Regions from separate parts of the Mus musculus genome. Here regions 2 and 3 are each linked to region 1. The links are chromatin contacts, called in public HiChIP or PLAC-seq and promoter capture Hi-C maps. All regions are on one chromosome and are shown on one strand. Each heading gives the region's core, a stretch centred on a gene start, on an enhancer-like site or on the middle of the called end of the contact. The rest is flanking DNA. Distances are from core to core; before and after follow the strand shown. Region 1 holds the start of Pdpr (pyruvate dehydrogenase phosphatase regulatory subunit). Region 2 holds the start of Mlkl (mixed lineage kinase domain-like). Region 3 overlaps Fcsk (fucose kinase).

Evidence for each region. Promoter capture Hi-C pulls out the DNA fragments that hold promoters and counts their contacts. HiChIP or PLAC-seq counts read pairs in DNA pulled down with a chosen protein or histone mark.
Region 2: an H3K4me3 HiChIP or PLAC-seq map of bone marrow-derived macrophages shows a contact between it and region 1, with 3 times the contacts expected there. The contact joins the promoter of Mlkl here to the promoter of Pdpr in region 1. A contact is called at or near these places in 1 of 39 promoter capture datasets (liver), 2 of 115 datasets of contacts at active chromatin or transcription factors (bone marrow-derived macrophages and memory CD8 T cells) and 2 of 9 other capture datasets (adipose tissue and macrophages).
Region 3: a contact with region 1 is called in a promoter capture Hi-C map of stem cell-derived epiblast-like cells, with 4 times the contacts expected there. The contact joins the enhancer-like site here to the promoter of Pdpr in region 1. A contact is called at or near these places in 12 of 39 promoter capture datasets (the 3T3-L1 cell line, 3T3-L1-derived adipocytes, the HPC-7 cell line and 8 more), 2 of 15 datasets of contacts at CTCF or cohesin (large pre-B cells and pro-B cells), 5 of 484 Hi-C or Micro-C datasets (B cells, embryonic stem cells and nephron progenitors), 5 of 115 datasets of contacts at active chromatin or transcription factors (the 230-238 cell line, bone marrow-derived macrophages, double positive thymocytes and 1 more) and 5 of 9 other capture datasets (adipose tissue, embryonic stem cells, liver and 2 more).

The regions. Positions count from the first base shown.
Region 1 is chr8:111,093,474-111,096,016 of GRCm38.p6, reverse strand. It overlaps Pdpr (pyruvate dehydrogenase phosphatase regulatory subunit), which reads right to left and starts at 1,272. Exons shown (of 18, transcript NM_198308.1): 1 at 1,191-1,272.
Region 2 is chr8:111,336,931-111,339,473 of GRCm38.p6, reverse strand. It overlaps Mlkl (mixed lineage kinase domain-like), which reads left to right and starts at 1,269. Exons shown (of 11, transcript NM_029005.3): 1 at 1,269-1,650.
Region 3 is chr8:110,885,934-110,888,476 of GRCm38.p6, reverse strand. It overlaps Fcsk (fucose kinase), which reads left to right. Exons shown (of 24, transcript NM_172283.3): 16 at 599-809; 17 at 956-1,122; 18 at 1,205-1,426; 19 at 1,791-1,934; 20 at 2,065-2,184. Among named protein-coding and RNA genes, the nearest start is that of Fcsk, 15 kb to the left of the region's middle. Within about 2 kb of position 1,271, at least 18 of the 459 cell types and tissues checked have an H3K27ac peak or open chromatin away from gene starts, as enhancers often do. A contact at or near this core is called in stem cell-derived epiblast-like cells, where this site is marked.

The sequences.
Region 1 (2,543 bases), core at 23-2,522:
ACGGTATCTCTACTAGTAAGAGTAACTTCTAAACAGCCTTAAGACCCAGACTGATTGTGCTCGGATCCTACACCAACAAGCTCAATCCTGGAGCAGTGCTCACACCTGAAATTCCCACCACACTGGATACTGAAACAGGAGAAATGCCCAGGTTCCAGGTGAGCTGGGGCCACAGAGCAAGACTCTGTCTTTAAAAGGCAGTCACAGGGACAGTTCTAACAACTCCTGAATGCTTCCTCTGGTAACAGCATGAGCCACAGGTCACAAAGAATGAAGGCTGAATGTACATTGACGCATCTCCCACACATAACTCGGAGGAATCACCAGGGCAAGTTTACAAGCAACAGAATGACCCTCTGAACAGTTTGATCATGCAAGTTCAGGATGCTGTAATTTTCAACAAATGCACCGTTGGCTGAGAGAATTTAAGAAAAATTATACACGTCCCTGACGCCAAAAAGAGGACCCTTGGGCCGGACGTGGTGGCGCACGCCTTTAATCCCAGCACTTGGGAGGCAGAGGCAGGTGGATTTCTGAGTTCGAGGCCAGCTTGGTCTACACAGTGAGTTCCAGGACAGCCAGGGCTATACAGAGAAACCCTGTCTCGAAAAACCAAAAAAAAAAAAAAAAAAAAAAAAAAGAGGATCCTTAAAGGACGTCTTTATAACTAGACCCTCTACCACATCATCATCCCTACAAATCAAGATTGCATAAATGTTCGAAGTAGGCTTGGAGACCGTGGACTCGCACCTCGGGATCACACACAACTGTCACCCCAAGTCACCCACTGGAAACCCCACGGCCCTGACTAGGTCTCTGACAGGAGTCGGTGAAGCACAGCCGAGCCGCACATTACAAGGTGGGAAACCATTCCACCTGCAGAGACGCGGGGCCACCTCTGGCCGTGACAGCAGTGCGCGCGCGCCCGCCCGAGCCGCAGCCCGCCCCGAGGCCCGGTCCGCCGCCCTGGGAGAGCCGGCGCGCAGTCCCGGGACGGCGGGCGCGGCTCCCCGAGGCCCGCGCAGCTCCACTGGCTCAATCCCGGCGCCCGACCGGTGGCACCGCCTCAGAGACCCGGAGGGACGGCCGGGAGCCGGAGCCCAAAGCTCGGACGCCAGGGGCGTGCGGGGCGCAAGAGTTCGCGGGACCAGAAGGCCGCCCGGACCCGCGGGTCCTAGCCGGCTTCCTACCTCACGGGCCCGCGACTCGCGGGCAGCGCGCTCAGCAACGCCCGGCGGAAGTGAAGGGCAGCCCAGCCGCTGAAGAGGGTCTGCGCCGGCCGGAAAGGGGGCCAGGGCATGGGGACGGGGCGGGACGCGGAGCGCAGAGTTCCGGGACCGCGGGGGGCCTGCGACCTTCCGCGCTTTACGGCCCGCGGCAAGGGTAAGGCGGGCGCGCGCGCCGACGCGCCGTGACGTCACCGCGGCGGACCGGCCCGCACGTGCGCTTGTTTGGGTCTCGCCAGGCCCCGCCCCTCCCGCGCCACCTCCGCCTCCGCCTCCGCCTCCGCCTGGTTGACGACGAGTGTGCGGGGACCTGCCAACGTCCTCCGTCCCCGCTCCGGGTCTCCCGCCGGCCTCGGTGTGTGGGCAGTTCGGGTGATCGTCTGCCGCCAGGCCTGAGCTCCGATCCTGCGCGAGGGGTCCGCAGCCCAGAACCACATCTCTCTGCCCGTGGTCACCGTTGTCCGTCCCTGCACGTCGCTTAAGGCCTTTCAGTGCTTGGCTTGGGCAGAAGTTGTACTGTGGGCCTGGCCGCACCTTGGAGGCCGAATCAGCTGACCTTATTTCCCATCTTACTCCTTGCGGCTGCCCAGAGGGAAAGCATTGTTCACTGGAGCCTCAGAAACATCTTCTGCCTTCCATCCCCCCACCCCCGCCCCCAACTCTCAGCCACATCCCCTAGTTTCTTTCACAGCACTCGTTACTAGATTAAATATATGTGTCTCTACACTGGTGTAGACGTGGCCCTCAGATATCTTGAGGACCTAACCTTACTCAGGTGCAGCTTCTCAACACCTTCACCCCGCGCCTGGCGCACACCATCCAATCATCCTTCGCACAAGCAGCAAGCGAAATGGTGTGCTTTAGTTTAGCCTATCTTGTCTTATGAGCTAGTCTTGAACATTATTGCTAGGCTGTGTACCTTGGTGCTGTCTTGAGCGCTCTGACTAGGAACAAGAAGGCTTCAAGAATCTCCTTTTCATGATGTCATTCATTCCCCAGCTTGCTTAGTTTATACCCAACTCACTAGCCATGAATTTCTCCAAGACTGCCCAGATGAGAACTGACAGTAAGACTCAACTCTACCCGGTTCCTTTTTTTTTTTTTTTTTTTTAGTTTATTTGTTTTATTTAAGTTTATTTGTAGCTGGGCAGTGGTGGCACACGCCATTAAACCCAGCACTTGAAAGGCAAAGGAAGATGGATTTCTGAGTTCGAGGCCAGCCTATTCTACAGAGTGAGTTCCAGGACAGCCAGGGCCACACAGAGAAACCCTGTCTCAAAAAAACAAAACAAAAACAACCAAAAAAAAGTCTATTTG
Region 2 (2,543 bases), core at 20-2,519, 240 kb before region 1:
CTACATGAGATCTTGTGGGGAATGTCTGTGGGGAGAAAGGGCAAAAAAAAAAAAAAAAGAGAGAGAGAGAAAATGGAGCAGGTGCAATGGCTCAGTGGTTAAGAGCACTGACTGCTCTTCCACAGGTTATGAGTTCAAGTCCCAGCAACCACATGGTGGCTCACAACCATCTGTAATGGGTTCTGATGCCCTCTTCTGGTATGTCTGAAGACAATGACAGTGTACTCACATAATATAAAATAAATAAATCTTTAATAAAGAAAAGAAGTGAGAAAACAGGTAAACTAAGCCCCCCAGACATCCCTGAACTATGTTGCCTCAAAGTAAAATGTCTCCCCATACAATTTATTTCTATTCTTTCCCAGCTATATAGCATGAGTCAGCCAACGGCATTTTCTTCTTTCTTTCCTTCCTCTTTTTAAATTTTGTTTTAGTTTTATTTTTGAGATATATATCTCAACATATATCTGAGTGTGTGTGTGTGTGTGTGTGTGTGTGTGTGTGTGTGTAGAGCTTTAGCGCTCTTGGAACTGGATTTGTAAACTAGGTTGGCCTCGAACTCACAGAGATCCTGAGTGCTGGGACTCAAGGTCTGTGCCACCACCAACTAGCTAATGAAAGGTTATTTCTTATACTAGCTAACTGGGGGTATAACTGACAAATAATAAACTCATCTTGAAAAATAACAAAGTTTGGAGATGACCTTAGAAGGGGAAAAAAAGGAACTGACCCCTACTTGGGTAACTTCACACTCCCTTAAACTTCCTCCATTACTCTCCATCCCCTGCCCCAGGATTATTCAACACAAAGCAGCTAAAGGAACCGCCTCAGCACTTCTACGGGTTACCTCCATTTTTATGTATTTACCGGTGTGGTATGCATGCGTTTGCGTGCCAGGGCCAGTGCACACGTTGAAGTCAGAGGACAAGGCCTTTTGCCTCGAGAGAGGAAAATGACTCAGGACATCCGCCTCACTTTCGTTTTCTTTTTCTTTTTCTTTCTTTTTTTTTTTTTTTAATTATGCTGAAGTTCCAGGCTATCCCTTACACTGGCTATCAGGGCTCTCTGCAACCTTATTTTCTCAACCCCCAAATTCAAGACCTCAAACAGAGAACCTGGGAAGAGTAACTATTTAATGGATTTGGGGAAAGAATCAGCCAACTAGGGGCTTCAACTGGGAGCTGTCCAGAGAGCGGGTGTGGGAAGCTGGCATATCTCCAGTAGGAGTAGAAAGCCGGGGGAAGGCGTGTCAAACTGGCCGCGGCTTCCGGAGCAGAACTCTGGACAGAAATAGCTGTCGGACAGGTTGGTTTTGAGGACTCTGCTGGAGCATTGCTGCGTTGGCCCAAATTTGACTTTAGGCGGGAACCGCGGCTGGTGCGGAGTTCCTCCGAGAGGCGAGAGCTTTAAGGTTGCACCAAGGGAGGGGACTCAGGACACCGGGGACCTGCTCCGACCTGGCGTGCATTGTCAACGAGGCAGAAGACCGCGGTCCGGGAGCGGCGGGAGACTGATGATCCTACAGGAACTGAGCGCAGGATAGACCGGACGAGCGCCCCTCGGAGATCACGTAGAATCCAGTGAGCTGTAGCGCGGCAGGAGGAAGCAGGAGAATCCCAGAATCACAGATTGGACTTCCTGGAACTTAGGGTGAGTTGGTTTCGATTCCCTAACTAAATTGGGCTGTTATTCTGCTGAGATCTCTGCTGACCTTTTTTTGCCCAAGGAGGATGGAGATCGAGGAATGGCATTCGAGGAAAGGCAAAAGGTGGGGACTGGGGACCCGCCCCGAGGTGCCCAAGTCGTAGAGTAGATGGGTAGTCAGTAGGACAATTAATTTCCAGCACAGACGATTACGGGGGTTTGGGGTAGGGGTGGGGGAAGCGGGGACTCAGGACAGGGTTTCTCTGGGTGGCTCAGGCTGCACTGGAACTTGGAACTTGTTCCGTAGACCAGGCCGGACATGATCTCAGAGATCTGCCTGCCTCTTGATTGCCAAGTGCTGAGACTAAGGGCATGTATGCTCCACCATTACTCAGCGGGATTCCAGTTCTTAACTATGAACGCCCTCTTCCTTTTCTGGGGCCCATTTCACGAATAATCTAACGTAAAGTTTTTTTTTTAAAGGGCATCTGATTTTTTTTAGACTATTTATTTATTTGTTTATCGAAACAGGATCTCACTGTGTAGCTCTGGCTGGCCTGGAACTCACTGTATAGTCCAGGCTGGGGGGGGGGGGGAGGATATGAGTAATTAATATATTTAGTAGTGCTTCCAGATTTTTCTCCTTTGCTCTCAGACATCCAAGAAAGAGCCTTGACGACTTGGGCTCACCATCTGGGAATGGCTGGGCCCCGAGATCCATTGATTTTTCTCTAAGAGCGTCCTGACAGGCTAGAGAGATGGCTCAGCCATTAAAGAGTACTCTGACATTAATGCCTGTGCCTCCTGCCCAGGAATCCTGGGGACAAGGAAAACTAATTACTCACATGCTTGATTTCAGTTTGGCTGCTTTTTCACTTTTTTTTTTTTTTTTTTGGTAA
Region 3 (2,543 bases), core at 22-2,521, 210 kb after region 1:
AACCCAGGTAGTTTGATCCCTCAACTCTTTTTTAAAAAGTATTTATTTAAGCCAGGCAGTGGTGGTGCATGCCTTTAATCCCAGAACTCTGGAGGCAGAGAGGCAGGCAGATCTCTCTTGAGTTTGAGGCTAGCCTGGTCTACAGAGCAAGTTCCAAGACAGCCAGGGCTACACTTAAGAACCCCCCTTTCTTGAAAAACCAAACCAAACCGAACCAAATCCATTGTGTGTGTGTGTATGTGTGTGTGTGTATACGTGTATGTGTATGTGTAGGATTAGAAGACAGCTTGTTCTCTTCTTTCCCCATATGAGTGTCAGAGATTGAATTCAGGTTGTCAGGTTTGGCAGCAAGTGAGTTTGCCCTGAGGTTTCTCACTGACTCAAGCCTGAATAATGCCTCAGGTAGCAGTGGGAGATGCGTTTGCATTGGAGCTAGCAGAATAAAACCTTTGCTAGGGTGCATTCACAGGCAGGGGCACACCTTGACGAAAGTTTGTAGCAGTGAGGAGCCCGGAGTATCTGGGGACGATTGAGCCTCGGGTAGAGTATTAGAGGCCAGAGCCTTCTCTTCTGGAACCCCTAACTCCTGGCCCCTCAGTTGCAGCTGGGGCAGAAGATCCTGGCGTGGCAGCCCGGGCTCTGGCTTGTGTGGCCGATGTGCTGGGCTGCATGGCAGAGGGCCGAGGAGGCTTGCGCAGTGGGCCAGCTGCCAACCCTGAGTGGATTCAGCCTTTCTCATACTTGGAGTGTGGAGACCTGATGAGGGGTGTGGAGGCGCTTGCCCAGGAGAGAGAGAAGTGGCTGACCAGGTGGGTGTGAATCAAACTAGAATCTGTCAAGGAGCCATCTGTGAAAGGATCTCCTGATAGTGGATGCTCAGAGAGGACGTTCAGATTGACCATGGCAAGTCTATTCCCAGCTCGGGGCTCCATGAGACTATCTTCCCTCCTGTCAGGCCTGCCTTGCTGGTTCGAGCTGCCCGCCATTACGAGGGGGCCGAGCAGATCCTGATCCGCCAGGCTGTGATGACAGCCCGGCACTTCGTCTCCACCCAGCCCGTGGAGCTGCCCGCACCCGGGCAGTGGGTGGTGACTGAGTGCCCAGCCCGTGTGGATTTCTCTGGTGAGTTCCTCGGGCTAGGTATGGGTATCCTCCTCAGAGTCAGGCTGGCAGGCTCTGTGACCACTTTGTTGAACTGCACTAGGGGGCTGGAGTGACACACCGCCCATTGCCTATGAGCTTGGTGGAGCAGTGTTGGGCCTGGCTGTGCGGGTGGATGGCCGCCGGCCCATCGGGGCCAAAGCACGCCGCATCCCGGAGCCTGAGCTCTGGCTGGCAGTGGGACCTCGGCAGGATGAGATGACCATGAGGATAGTGTGCCGGAGCCTGGATGACCTGCGGGATTACTGCCAGCCTCATGCCCCAGGTCAGGACAATTAGAACATCATCCAGGAGGGATGGCAGCCAGAGCCAGCTGGGATGGGGGCAGACCTTGGATATCCATCCACAGAGGACTGTAGACTATTGGGGAGCTAGGGCTCGCCAGTATGTCTGAGGAGCTCTGAAAGACTAGAAAAGGCTGACAGTTACCCTTCTTAGGCACCAGCTGTCGCAGAACACATTTGCCTGTGGTAGAGAGCCTAGATGCCCTTTTATGGCTTGAGGATGTGGCCTGCACTGTCCTACCAGAGGAACTCCATCTTGGGTTGGGGAATTGCGGGGTTGGATGTTAAGTGATAGGCTGAGATGGGCCTAGGAGTAGAATTCCTCCCTTTGTGCTCATTCCTCAGGGGCCTTGCTGAAGGCAGCCTTTATCTGTGCTGGCATTGTGCATCTCCACTCAGAGCTCCCTCTGCTTGAACAGTTGTTACACTCCTTTAATGGTGGCTTTGAGCTGCACACGTGGTCAGAGCTGCCGCACGGCTCTGGTCTTGGTAAGCCTTGGTTCCCTGTTGATACCCTGTGGTCCTGCTCCCTGGCCTGCGTGCAGCACCGAGAGTGGGTGGGACTGGTTGGATCAGACAGAAGTGTCTCATGACTGGTGCCCTCCTCTGTGTTCTGCAGGCACCAGCAGCATCCTGGCAGGGGCTGCCCTGGCTGCCTTACAGCGGGCTGCAGGCCGGGCAGTGGGCACGGAGGCTCTCATCCACGCAGTGCTGCACCTGGAGCAGGTGCTCACCACAGGTACACAGTGGGCCTGGGTGGTGGAGGCTGGGGTCCCCTAGATTCATCAGTTGCCATATAACTGTAAAATGGTTGTAGTTTCCTTACCACTTGGATTTCTGATGCTTTTCAACTTGAAATATTTTACCTCAAAGGAGCTAAGGTCCTACTCTGAGGACTGGACTTGAGGGCGGGAAGCTATTGCTCCTTTTGATTTGTGTGTATGAGCGTTGGCCTGGATATATGTAAGTGCACCTTGTCTGGGGCCCACAGAGGGCAGAAGAGGGTGCTGCATTCTCTGCAGCTGGTGATAACAGGTGGAAATGAGCCACCCTATGGGTGATGGGGACTGGGTACCTGTGGTCCATATGGTGGTCCTC